Linked DNA regions of Sus scrofa: region 1 is linked to region 2. The links are chromatin contacts, called in public Hi-C maps. All regions are on one chromosome and are shown on one strand. The core of a region is the stretch at or near the end of the contact, and the rest is flanking DNA. Distances in the headings are between cores, read along the strand shown. Region 1 overlaps TNFSF4 (TNF superfamily member 4). Region 2 has its middle 72 kb from the start of FASLG.

What was found. Hi-C and Micro-C count contacts between places; a contact is called where the count stands out from the background.
Region 1: a contact with region 2 is called in a Hi-C map of liver, with 2.2 times the contacts expected there. The contact joins two enhancer-like sites. A contact is called at or near these places in 1 of 5 promoter capture datasets (liver), 25 of 47 Hi-C or Micro-C datasets (adipocytes, adipose tissue, alveolar macrophages and 15 more) and 2 of 2 datasets of contacts at active chromatin or transcription factors (alveolar macrophages and skeletal muscle).

What each region holds. Positions count from the first base shown.
Region 1 is chr9:115,554,919-115,560,231 of Sscrofa11.1, forward strand. It overlaps TNFSF4 (TNF superfamily member 4), which reads right to left. Exons shown (of 3, transcript NM_001025217.1): 2 at 292-340. Among named protein-coding and RNA genes, the nearest start is that of TNFSF4, 15 kb to the right of the region's middle. Within about 2 kb of position 1,848, at least 16 of the 83 cell types and tissues checked have an H3K27ac peak or open chromatin away from gene starts, as enhancers often do. A contact at or near this core is called in adipose tissue, alveolar macrophages, liver and 4 more, where this site is marked.
Region 2 is chr9:115,137,335-115,142,485 of Sscrofa11.1, forward strand. No RefSeq gene overlaps it. Among named protein-coding and RNA genes, the nearest start is that of FASLG, 72 kb to the left of the region's middle. Within about 2 kb of position 1,352, at least 19 of the 83 cell types and tissues checked have an H3K27ac peak or open chromatin away from gene starts, as enhancers often do. A contact at or near this core is called in adipose tissue, alveolar macrophages, liver and 4 more, where this site is marked.

The sequences.
Region 1 (5,313 bases), core at 598-3,097, 420 kb after region 2:
AAGTTTAATTTTTCTTACCTAAAAAAATGAGAATAATCCCTACTTAAAGGGTTTCTAGGAAGATTAAGGGAGGAATATAAAGGAGCACATACAGTGACAAGCACATAATTACTCCCCTTTTCTTCTTTATGCACCTTCTTTGTCCCTAATGAAAATAATATGCAAGCTCCAACAATTCTAGGATTTAATGTTACCCTGAGGAAAGACAGAAGTCTTATGTTTTGAGGGAAATTAAGAGGCTGGAGATAAGATTCTTTTAAAAATATGAATCAAACTTTCATCAATACTCACTGGTAAATTGTACTTTGATACTCTGAATTGGAGGGTACTGAGATGGCACCTAAAGGAGGAAAAAGGATACATTTTTAGGGGAAAAAATAAACAAGTTGAAATGATGAGTCATATCCTATGAAGCAGAAATACAGTAGCCTGTAAAAGGAACAGCTTAGCAAGATTAGACCCAGCCTTCCTTCCTGCCCACCGCTCCCGCCCCCTTGCTTTTCTGTAACATCTCTTAAGACAAGTTAGGAGTCTTCTGCTCTTTCATGCAAGTAAGATCTGTCCTCATTTGCCAAATTCCTCCTTGGTATACTGTTTTGGCTCACTGAGCCCCAATTTCCCATTCTGGATAACAGCACTTAATAGTCATCTTGTCAAGAAACTCATTCAGTCACAGAGATCCTTCATGGATAAAGCTAGGACCAATTAATTTGAAATGGTCACAGACTCCCAGAATGCACTGAGAGTAAAATCTGGGAGCTTCCTGGCTACTGGGTCTTTTCCTATGAAACAGAAGTAACAGTGTCCTACTTTCAGGGCATAAAGGCAATAAAAACTATTCTAATCCTTCAGAGATCAATAGATTTGAGTGTAGCTTTTTTTTACTGTTGGGTCTTTTCCTACTTTTTAACTACGTAAAAAACCTTAAACCAATGAGTATTCAAAAGCAAGAAAGAGGCAAAACAATGAAGAAAGGAAGTTAAGAAATAAAATGTCTGGAAATTTTGTGGTTAAAAAAACAAAGAAGTTTGATAAGCAATGAGATCCTGCTGTGTAGCACTGGGAACTATATCTAGTCACTTATGAGGGAGCATGATAATGTGAGAAAAAAGAATGAAAACATGTATGTGTAACTGGGTCACCTTGCTATACAATAGAAAATTGACAGAACACTGTAAACCAGCTATAATGGAAAAAATAAAAAAACACTATAAAAATCACTTAAAAATAATAATAAATAATAAAAATTGAAGTATTAAAAAAAAGAAGTTCAATATGGAGCAAAGCCTAAAATAGCCTAAGTGAAAAAAGCAAAAGCAAAGGGCATAAAGTATATTACCACTTGTGTTAAAAAAAATAGTAATAATGTCTGTGCAGGCATTGAATTTATCTGAAAGAATATATGTTGCCTTTGGAAAAAGGAACTGGAAGTCTGGGGTCAGGGGTAGCAGGGACCCTTACTTTCCATGGTCTACTATTTTGTATTTTTAAAATTTTGTATTACATACTGAAAAAGGAAACAGAAAAACAAAAACAAAAACCTACCACCTATTGTGCCTGCCAAGAACACCCGCTCCTCCCACCAGGTTATTTTTGGCAAGATGTCCAGATCAAAGGTGTGGGGAAGGATTTGTTTTCATACTCGGGGGGCGGGAATCCCTGCTTCCCACTTTCCTGGCACACTTGCAGCAGCAAACGGATTCCACTGGGGCCTGCCCACACAGATGAAGAATCCCCTACTTCCCTTTAAGTAAAATCATAAGCCTCAAAGCAACTGAAACCAACAGGCAGTGCAGGAAGAAGGGATAGCCTTTCTGAGCCCTGCCAGCGGCCAGGCCCAGGAATGATATTAGTCAGTGGTGAGCACATGGAGAGGTGCTGACTTGGGAAGACTTGACAGTCTTTGGCTGTCTCTCCTGTGACCTTTTGTGAGGGTGGATTCCTGTTCTTTGTGCTTACAGCAACGTTCTGGAAGAAGGCCTCTCAAAAGGCATATTACCCAATCATCATAATCCCCTGGGTAAATGAATGCCCCTCAGGTTGGTCCCAGCCTGAAAGGCCACCTTACTAAAATCAGAAACAGTCTTTTCACACAAAGAGCATAGGGCTCAGCAATGAAGGAACCTGGTTCCAATGGCAATCAGGCAAGTACAGTGTCACCTTAGGCCAGTTTCATAATTTCCCTAGGTGTCAGTTTTCTCAACTTTAAAAATTATTCAAAGATCACAGGCATCCCTTCAGCACTGTCCACGATTTAAATTTTTAAAGTTGCAACTCTAAGTCAATTCTAATAAAGAGAAAAACAGGAAACCTCCTCATCCCAAATTTACTTCAAGCTCTCTGACCTAAAACCCCTCATGATTTGGGTATTTGAGTGATTTTGCAAAATCTCCAAAAGGTTCCTGCAAATCAAAGAAATTTCCCAATGTTCTAAAGTACTCTGATGAAGTAGGGGCGGTAGTGACCAAGAGGACATTGTAAGACCAAGATGCTGAGAGGCGGCAAGGAATACACACAACTCCCCTCTCAGGTTAGAAGCACTGCAACTCCAGGCTCAGGCTTCCTTCCTTCTCCTGAATATTATCCAGTATTAGAAATTGGCCTCTTCCTCAGAAGTTTTTCACTAGCATCAGCACGACCAAGTCTAGGCAATGTTGTGAAATAAGGTCGTTCTTCTTCTTGCTCCATGTCCCTCCACAAGTTTCCCCTGCATCCCCCATACTTGATTACCTCATGCTGACCACCCCACTGCCCAGAAACACCCCCACAGTACCCAATTCAAGGCCTTCCATGGCCTGGTGCCAACCTCCTTGTCAAGCATTATTATTATACTTATCCTTTCTGTGTCTTATGCTCCAGCCAGTCATTTCCTCTAAACTCTTTGCCCTTGAATAGAGCCTGGGAGGATAAAAGAGAGCGCATAGGCTTGGGAGTCAGATTCAATTCAAATTGTGACCTCTCTAGCTTTGTGAATTTGAAAACATTATATACCATTTCTGAGCTTTAGCTTTCATATCTGTGAAAGTAAGCCATAATAACATTCCAGGAGATGACTGTAAAGCTTAAATAAGTTAACATATGTGAAAGCACTGAGCAGTTTGTTTGGCACATGGTAAGCATTCAAAAAATATTTTCTTCTTTGGTTCTCTCCACCAAGAATGTCCCCCAATCTCTGTTTACCCATCAAAAATATCACTACTTACAAGGCCTAAATCAAATCCCTGATTTTTGGTTTCCCATAGCAAGTACTTAAAAACCACTCTATTCAAACAGATGTTTATGATGGTTTTAATATTGCCAAAACTTGACGAGCAAAAGCATCCAAGATGTTTTCAGTTGAATGGATAAATAAAGTGTGATACATCCAGACAATGGAATATCATTCAATGCTAAAAAGAAACGAGCTTTTAAACCATGGAAAAACATGGAAGCACTTCAAATGCATATTATGAAATGAAAGAAGCCAATCTAAAAAGACTACATACTGTATGATTCCAATGACGGACATTATGAAAATGGCAAAACTATAGAGACAGTTTAAGACCAGTGGTTGCCAGGGGTGAGGAAAGAGGTAGAGATAAACAAGTGAAGTGCAGAAGATTTTTAGAATAATGAAACTCTAACGGTGGGAATCTCATTGTTCATTTGTTAAAATCCACAAAATGTACAATACCAAGAGTGAACCCTAATGTAAACAGTTTTTTAAATCACTCTACTAACTTTCACTCTACCATCATTGGATATATGTCACATCTTCTCTACAAGACTACTCAGATGTGTGCTCTTGGGAAAATAGCATTATCTTGCTAATTTTTAGTTTCTTCATCTGTAAAATGGAAGTAGTAAAATCTGTGTCTCAGAGGGTTGTTGTGAAGATTGAATGAGATAATGCATGTGAATTTTTAGCGCTTGACCTGGAACTTTGTAAGGGGTTAATAAATGTCAGCTATTATTCTTGGATACCCATAGGAGACCAAATACATGCCATGTTCTTAATTTAGTCTGTATAACACTATTTCAGCTTTATATATGACATACATGACTACAGAAATGAGGAACTACAAAATAAAAATGAATACCAACAAAATCCCTAGAATATCAGCTCTCTGGCTCTTCTGCAGCCCAGAGAAACAATACAAAAGGATCTTGGCTTCATAAGAAAGTTACCAGAAAACATTCAGGAAACACTTCCTTTACCCACATGTACAAACATGGTCTTTTCTATATCAAGAAAATAAAAATCCTCATATCTAGTCTAGATACTAAAAGAAAATTGAATGTATCAAAGGTTCCAAAGGGCTTCCACGTAAAGACAAGCAATAGAATAAGGCTTCTTCAATCTAGAAAGTCTGAAGAGCCTGTACCATCCTCAAAGTGGGATAGAAACTCCTGTAACTCTGCATACCAGAATCAAAGTACAGCCCTGAGTCATGAATGAGATGGCCTCAGAAGCATGAGCATAAAAGAATTCATCATGACATATGAAGAAATTGAGGCCTACATAAGGGCAGATTCAACTCCTGCCCTCCACTCTGGACAATTTTCATTACACCAAAAACAAAAAACAAAAAAAAATTTCTCCCCATTCAAATTTGAAATTAAGAGAAACTTCCATGTGGATTTTATTAATATTCCATTCTTGTGCCTGCTTTGGTGCCAAGTGAGAGGAAAGAAGTTGCCACACACAGCAGATTGGCAGGGTGGTGATCTCACAATGACCTTAACATGAAAGTGCACAGGGAGAGCCCAGAATTTAGGCTTCCCTCCCGGTTTGAGGGCTGTCATAAATAGAGCCAAGAAAAGAGGAAGAGCAGAGTACTTGATATGGGCAGTTAATATGGCTCTTTGACCAACTGTCTGAATAATGCGAGCGTCACATCTAAAAGCAGCTGGTGATGCCACAAAAGGTCCACTCGCCCAGTGTCCTCAAACTCCAAAGTGCATTAGAATCACCTGGGAAACTTGTAAAATTGTGCAGATGGCCAGCTTATTCATAAAGATTCTTATTCAAAAGATCTAGGTGGACTTAGTAGCCTGCATTTTTATAAACATCCAAGGTTCAGGATTTGATTATTACTACATTAAACTGAGAACTCCTAAAAGCCTAAATCCAGAAAGAAGTATCTTCAACCGTGCCCTTGGCCTGTTCCAAAGCTGATGCTCAAGGACTGTCTGTGCTACAGTAAGTATTATTCAGTAATGGACTGAAGTTATATGATTGTCATATTATTTGGTGATTTGCAACAGCTTCAATAATTATTGAATGCTATGTGGCAGACATTACATTCAACTCTAAGAACACAAAGGGACAGA
Region 2 (5,151 bases), core at 102-2,601:
TACAGTTCTCCATAGTGGTTTCACCAGCTTACTGTCCTACCAACAGTGTAGGAGTGTTGTCTTTTCTCCACACCCACTGCAGTATTTATTATTCGTAAATTTTTATGATGGACATCCTGAGTGGTGTGAAGTGATAGCACTTTGCAGTTTTGATGTGCATTTCTATAAAAATTAATGATGTTAAGCATTTTTTTGTGTGCTTTTTAGCCATCTATCTTCTTTGGAGAAAGGTCTGTTTAGATCTTCTGACCACTTTTTAATTTTTTTTTTTCTGGTATAAAGATGTATAAGCTGTTTGTATGTTTTGGAGATTAATATCTTGTTGGTTGCTTTGTTTGCAAAGATTTTCTCCCATTCTGTGGAGTGTCTTTTCTTTTTTTGTCTTTTTTTTAAATGGTTTCCTTTGCTAGCGTGGCTTTGGAATTTCAGTTCCTACAAGATGGCAATGGCTTTAGGCATAATTCTACATTATGGTCACTAGATGGCAGTAGAAACCAGTGCCTCCATGATCTTTAAAAACTATTCACCAATTACTGACTATCTACTCTGCATGAGGTACTTTGTTAGGAACTGAGAGGAGTGGGTGTGGAGAAGGGGTGGGCACAAAGATAAATAAGAGGCAATTTCTGGCTTTCAAGAATTCAGGAGTTAACAGAAAGAAAGATTAACCAAATCAAATTGTGGTAATCCTACAGTAGATGTTTAAACCAATATTATAGTAAAACAGGAGGCAGGGATTAATTCTGACTACAAAAATGGAAGAAGGCTTCACAGAACAAATTTGATATGGACCTTGAAGGATGGGCATAGGTTGGACATAGGGAGTGGGAAGAAGCAAGTAGAGGGGGGAAAGCATTCCAAACAGAGGGTACAAATCTGGGAAGAATATTTAGAGAATAGTAAATATTGAGGTGTGGCAACAAATTAAGATATGTGAAGGAAATAACGGCAATTTTTGGGGGAAGCAAAGTTGGCATCTCGTCATGGGAGTGCTTAACATGGGTGCAGGGCGCTGCCTCTGATACCTGTGATCACTTCCCTGTCTACGGGCTGCATGCTGGGTGAGCAGGCAGTTTTTGGATAAAATACTCTGTCCTTTGTGGCAGAACAGCTTGTCTCAGTGTCCTGGGAAGCCACTGCTGGATCAGAAGCTGAGGACACAAATACTCCCAGGGAGGAGGCTAAGTGGGTGCCTTGCCTGGGTGGGCACCAGGCCAGACTCAGCCTCTCTGAAGAGCCTAGGTGACCTCAGCTTGTTTCCATGTGGGGATGTGGGCAAGGTATTACAAGTCTTCTAATTTTTCAAGAGAAGTCGGAAATACTAATTTATGTGACATTTCCTGCTTTTTAAATGCTGGCACTGACTCATGGTTTAGAAAGCACCAAGTGAGCCAAGCAAAACATAGCTGTGGGCTGGAGCAATCATTCTGTGACCTCTGTTCCAGAGAGTCATCTGCGGGTTCCTTTCCTGGTCTTTGTCATGGCTGAGATCCAGACCCCAATGTCCATGGAGGGAGTTCCTCCTTTCCTAATTTCCCCTTTCGTGTGTAGAAAGCTTTCCTAGCAGTGTCGCTCAGATCCACTCTCCCCAGACCTTCCTGCCAGTTCTGTACCAACCCCTGTCCCCACCCACTCCATCCTGGCATCCTTCTTATGTCTCAAATACATCAGTGCCAGCTTTAACAAGGACCTGATGGTTTATTTGTACTCAGAAACTGTCATTCACAAGTTACTCTGGTCTTCAGAAGTAATTTTCCTTTAAAATCTCGTGCTTCTGTAAGCTTTTAGGTTACACTTAAAATAGTATAGTCTACTTGCATATCTACCTATGGGTTTTAAGCCCTTAGTATTTCCTATTAATGAGAACTAGGGGAGAACTGGGATTTTGTTTTTCTCTTGCTGATGTCCTATTACAGTTGTCAGGATCAAAGGCAAAGGGTGATCAGTATTCCATGTTTCTTGAGTCCATGGAAGCTGGGAATTTGATTCAAGGGCACAAGAGTACCTGAGAAATTGATGATGGAGAGGCATGGAGTGCAGGCTAAGGAAGGAGGGAGGAAGTTTCTTTCCTTCCCTTTCTCTCTTTTCTGGAGATCAGAGCTCCAGGTGGCACAGCAGAAAAGAATAGATTCTAAAGCCAGACTCTCAGAAGTTCCATCTCAGTTCTTCCCCTGATAAGAAAGGTGACTTGGGGCACATTCCTTAGACTCTGTCTCCTCACCTGTGAAGTGGTGATATTAATACTATCTCCTAGAGCTGTTTTGAAGAATAAATAAAATGGCCCAATGTACGCAGAAGGTAAATAAATGGGTATTTTTTTCTTGTACTTTTTTTTTTTTTTTTTAATAGCCATACCTGCGGCATGTGGAAGTTTCCAGGCTAGGGATTGTCAGAGCTGAAGCTGAGGCCTGTTCTACAGCCACAGCCATAGCAACAGCAATCTATGCCCCAGCTTGTGGCAATACTGGATCTTTAATCCACTCAATGAGGCCAGGGATCAAATCTGTGTCCTCATGGACTCTACCCATGAGCCACAATAGGAACCCCTTGTGTGTGTGTTTTTAATATGAATGTTGCCATAGCATTTATTTTCAAAGACCAATTACAGACCTTCAGATCCTTTTTAACTCCCCTTTCTTTTCCTATCTCATTGTGAACTTTTTTGCAGAGAACTGGATTCTGTCCAGTGGTTTCCTGCTTATATTACTAGGGCTTAGAAGAGGGAGGGAGGGGCTGAAGGCTTGTCCTGGAAATCCTAGGGAATGAGTCTCCTCAGGAAGTTTGGATGCCAGTGGATGTTTTGGACTGACCCCAGTGAGGTCTGCTTCCCACATGTGTCCCAGTGAAAATGTATGGAGGTCGAAAGTCAGTGGAAACTCCAGTGTCCTGTTCACTTATGGATTTCCACCAGGTGGCAGCAGAGTATTATGATGAGAAGTCACAAAGATTTAGTGTCTTACTCAGCCCGCAGAGCAGAGGAAAGGCAAGAGAGGGTGATTTGTTCAGCAAAGTTGTTATCATTCTGAAAGCAACTCATTAGAGTTGGCAAGTCCAGCTCTAGTAAAGAGTTCAAAAATACCTTCTCCACATAAAAACTAGCAGAGACCATTTAGCAGGATGAGAGGAGATTTTGTGTGCCAAGGAGAAGACACCTGGTGAAAGCAATCCAGGAAGGAGGGAACATGAAGATGCCTCACTGAGTTGGTTACAGGAAGTTCAGGTGTGGGTGTGAAGTGAGGGGCCACCTCTGTATGTTGGCAGAGGAAACAGTTCCCATCTGGTTTACCTGGTGAAGTCATGAAGGTGTGGTCTTCCACAGTTTAACCCAGTCTCACTATTATGGCTTATCTGAGTCAAATTTTGTCTCTAAAAGGTCACTATTACAATATAAGTACAAGACATCCCTATAACCCCTTTGGGTCAAAAATTTACATATTTTTTTGTTCCTTATTTTAGGGCTGCACCTGTGGCATATGGAAGTTCCTGGCTAGGGGTCGAATGGGAGCTGCAGCTGCTGGCCTATGCTACAGTCATAGCAATGCTGATCTGAGCCGCATCTGTGACCTACACCACAGCTCACGGCAACACCAGATCCTTAACCCACTGAGCAAGGCCAGGGATGGAACCCGCAGCCTCATGGATACCAGTTGGGCTTGTAACCGCTGAGCCACAATGGGAACTTCTAAAAATTTACCTCTTATTAACTGACATTAATTCTTCTGATTAGCTTATGCCACTTCAAAAGAGTGAATTGTCCCAGCATAAGAATGGGGAATAGAAGGTTTTTAAGCAACAGTTGGAGGGGAGGGTTAGAGTCTATACCACAGAATGAGACTTTAGGGCAAATTCTCACTCTTAATTTGGACTGACAGCCAGGAGCTGCCCTGGCTCTGTCAGCTGGGCCTTGGTGTTGCTGGAGCTGGCCCTGTGCTCTTGGTTTGGTCTTCGTGTTCTCTGATGGAACAGAAACAATTTCACAGAACTCTGACATTTGACAAGGTCAGTCTGCAACCACAACAGAGCAAGGCAAAAAAAATTACTTTGTAATCATGTCTGAACACAGATAAAAGTGAGAGCATTATCTAAAAATGACCAAATATGCCACTATTCTGATTAATACGAGTGATGGCTATTTCTTTGCCAGTTAAAGCTTTGGGCCATGTTTTATTTCTTGTACTTTTTTCTAGGTAAGAATTACTAGGATACCTGATCATTGAATCCTGACAGTATCCCATACAGACCTCCCAAGGCCCTGCTTCCTTAAATTCTCGCCCTAAGTCACCCAATACAAGTTTTGGCAAGAGAGCACTAATACTTAGGAAGAGGATATAATTAGAGAAGAATATTCCCAAGGAAAGGGAAAGAAGAGTCAGGCCAAAACCTCACTGCTTCAAAGGGGGCCTTGGGAGGGCCCTTGTTTCCATATGTTCAGTCACCAGAAGCCAAGGACCCTGACTGCATTTGCTGCTGACGTTTGTCCTCTATACCAAGTCTTAGCAAAGGAACCTATGGGTCCTCCAGAAGGCTGGCTGTCTGGAACAGGGGATAAATTTGTTCAGCCCACTGCCTCTTCTCCTTCCTAAGCAGCTGACTACTTCTTCTGATGTGGTTTTGTGGTTATACAGTAAGCAGCACTGCTCATGTGGACATGGTGTACTTTCAGTTTCTGAAAGTGAGTCATGTTGACTTTCCTCATGGGAGTAAGAGTGACCCTTGCTCAAAAGGACTCTATGACTAGAAAGAAGAAACACCAGAGGCCACCAGTGCCAGAGTGTTTACCACTGTAGGTAGTCACTAGTTTCTGGGAGTGGTATGTGTCATCTCTGTAAGCAAGGTAAGCTAGGAATAGGCAATTTGGTTTTCATTCTTGAAATACTGGCCAATATTTGAAGTCTTTCCTCATTGTCACTCATTATTTTGAAAGTGATGCTGATGACTAAAGAGGTTAGGATTGAAAGATAGACTCAAGTAAATTAACAGTTGGTCAGCTGGTACATGTTGGGCATGTTTCCAAGAGAATTATTTGATAATTATTTTTAATTCTTGTACTTATGGACAAGCTTGTGATATTGGACCACTCATCTGGGTCCTAAAAGATCTTGACAGGTCTGTTGACAGTCAAAATTGAGCTCAAAAAGAATCGGCCAATAT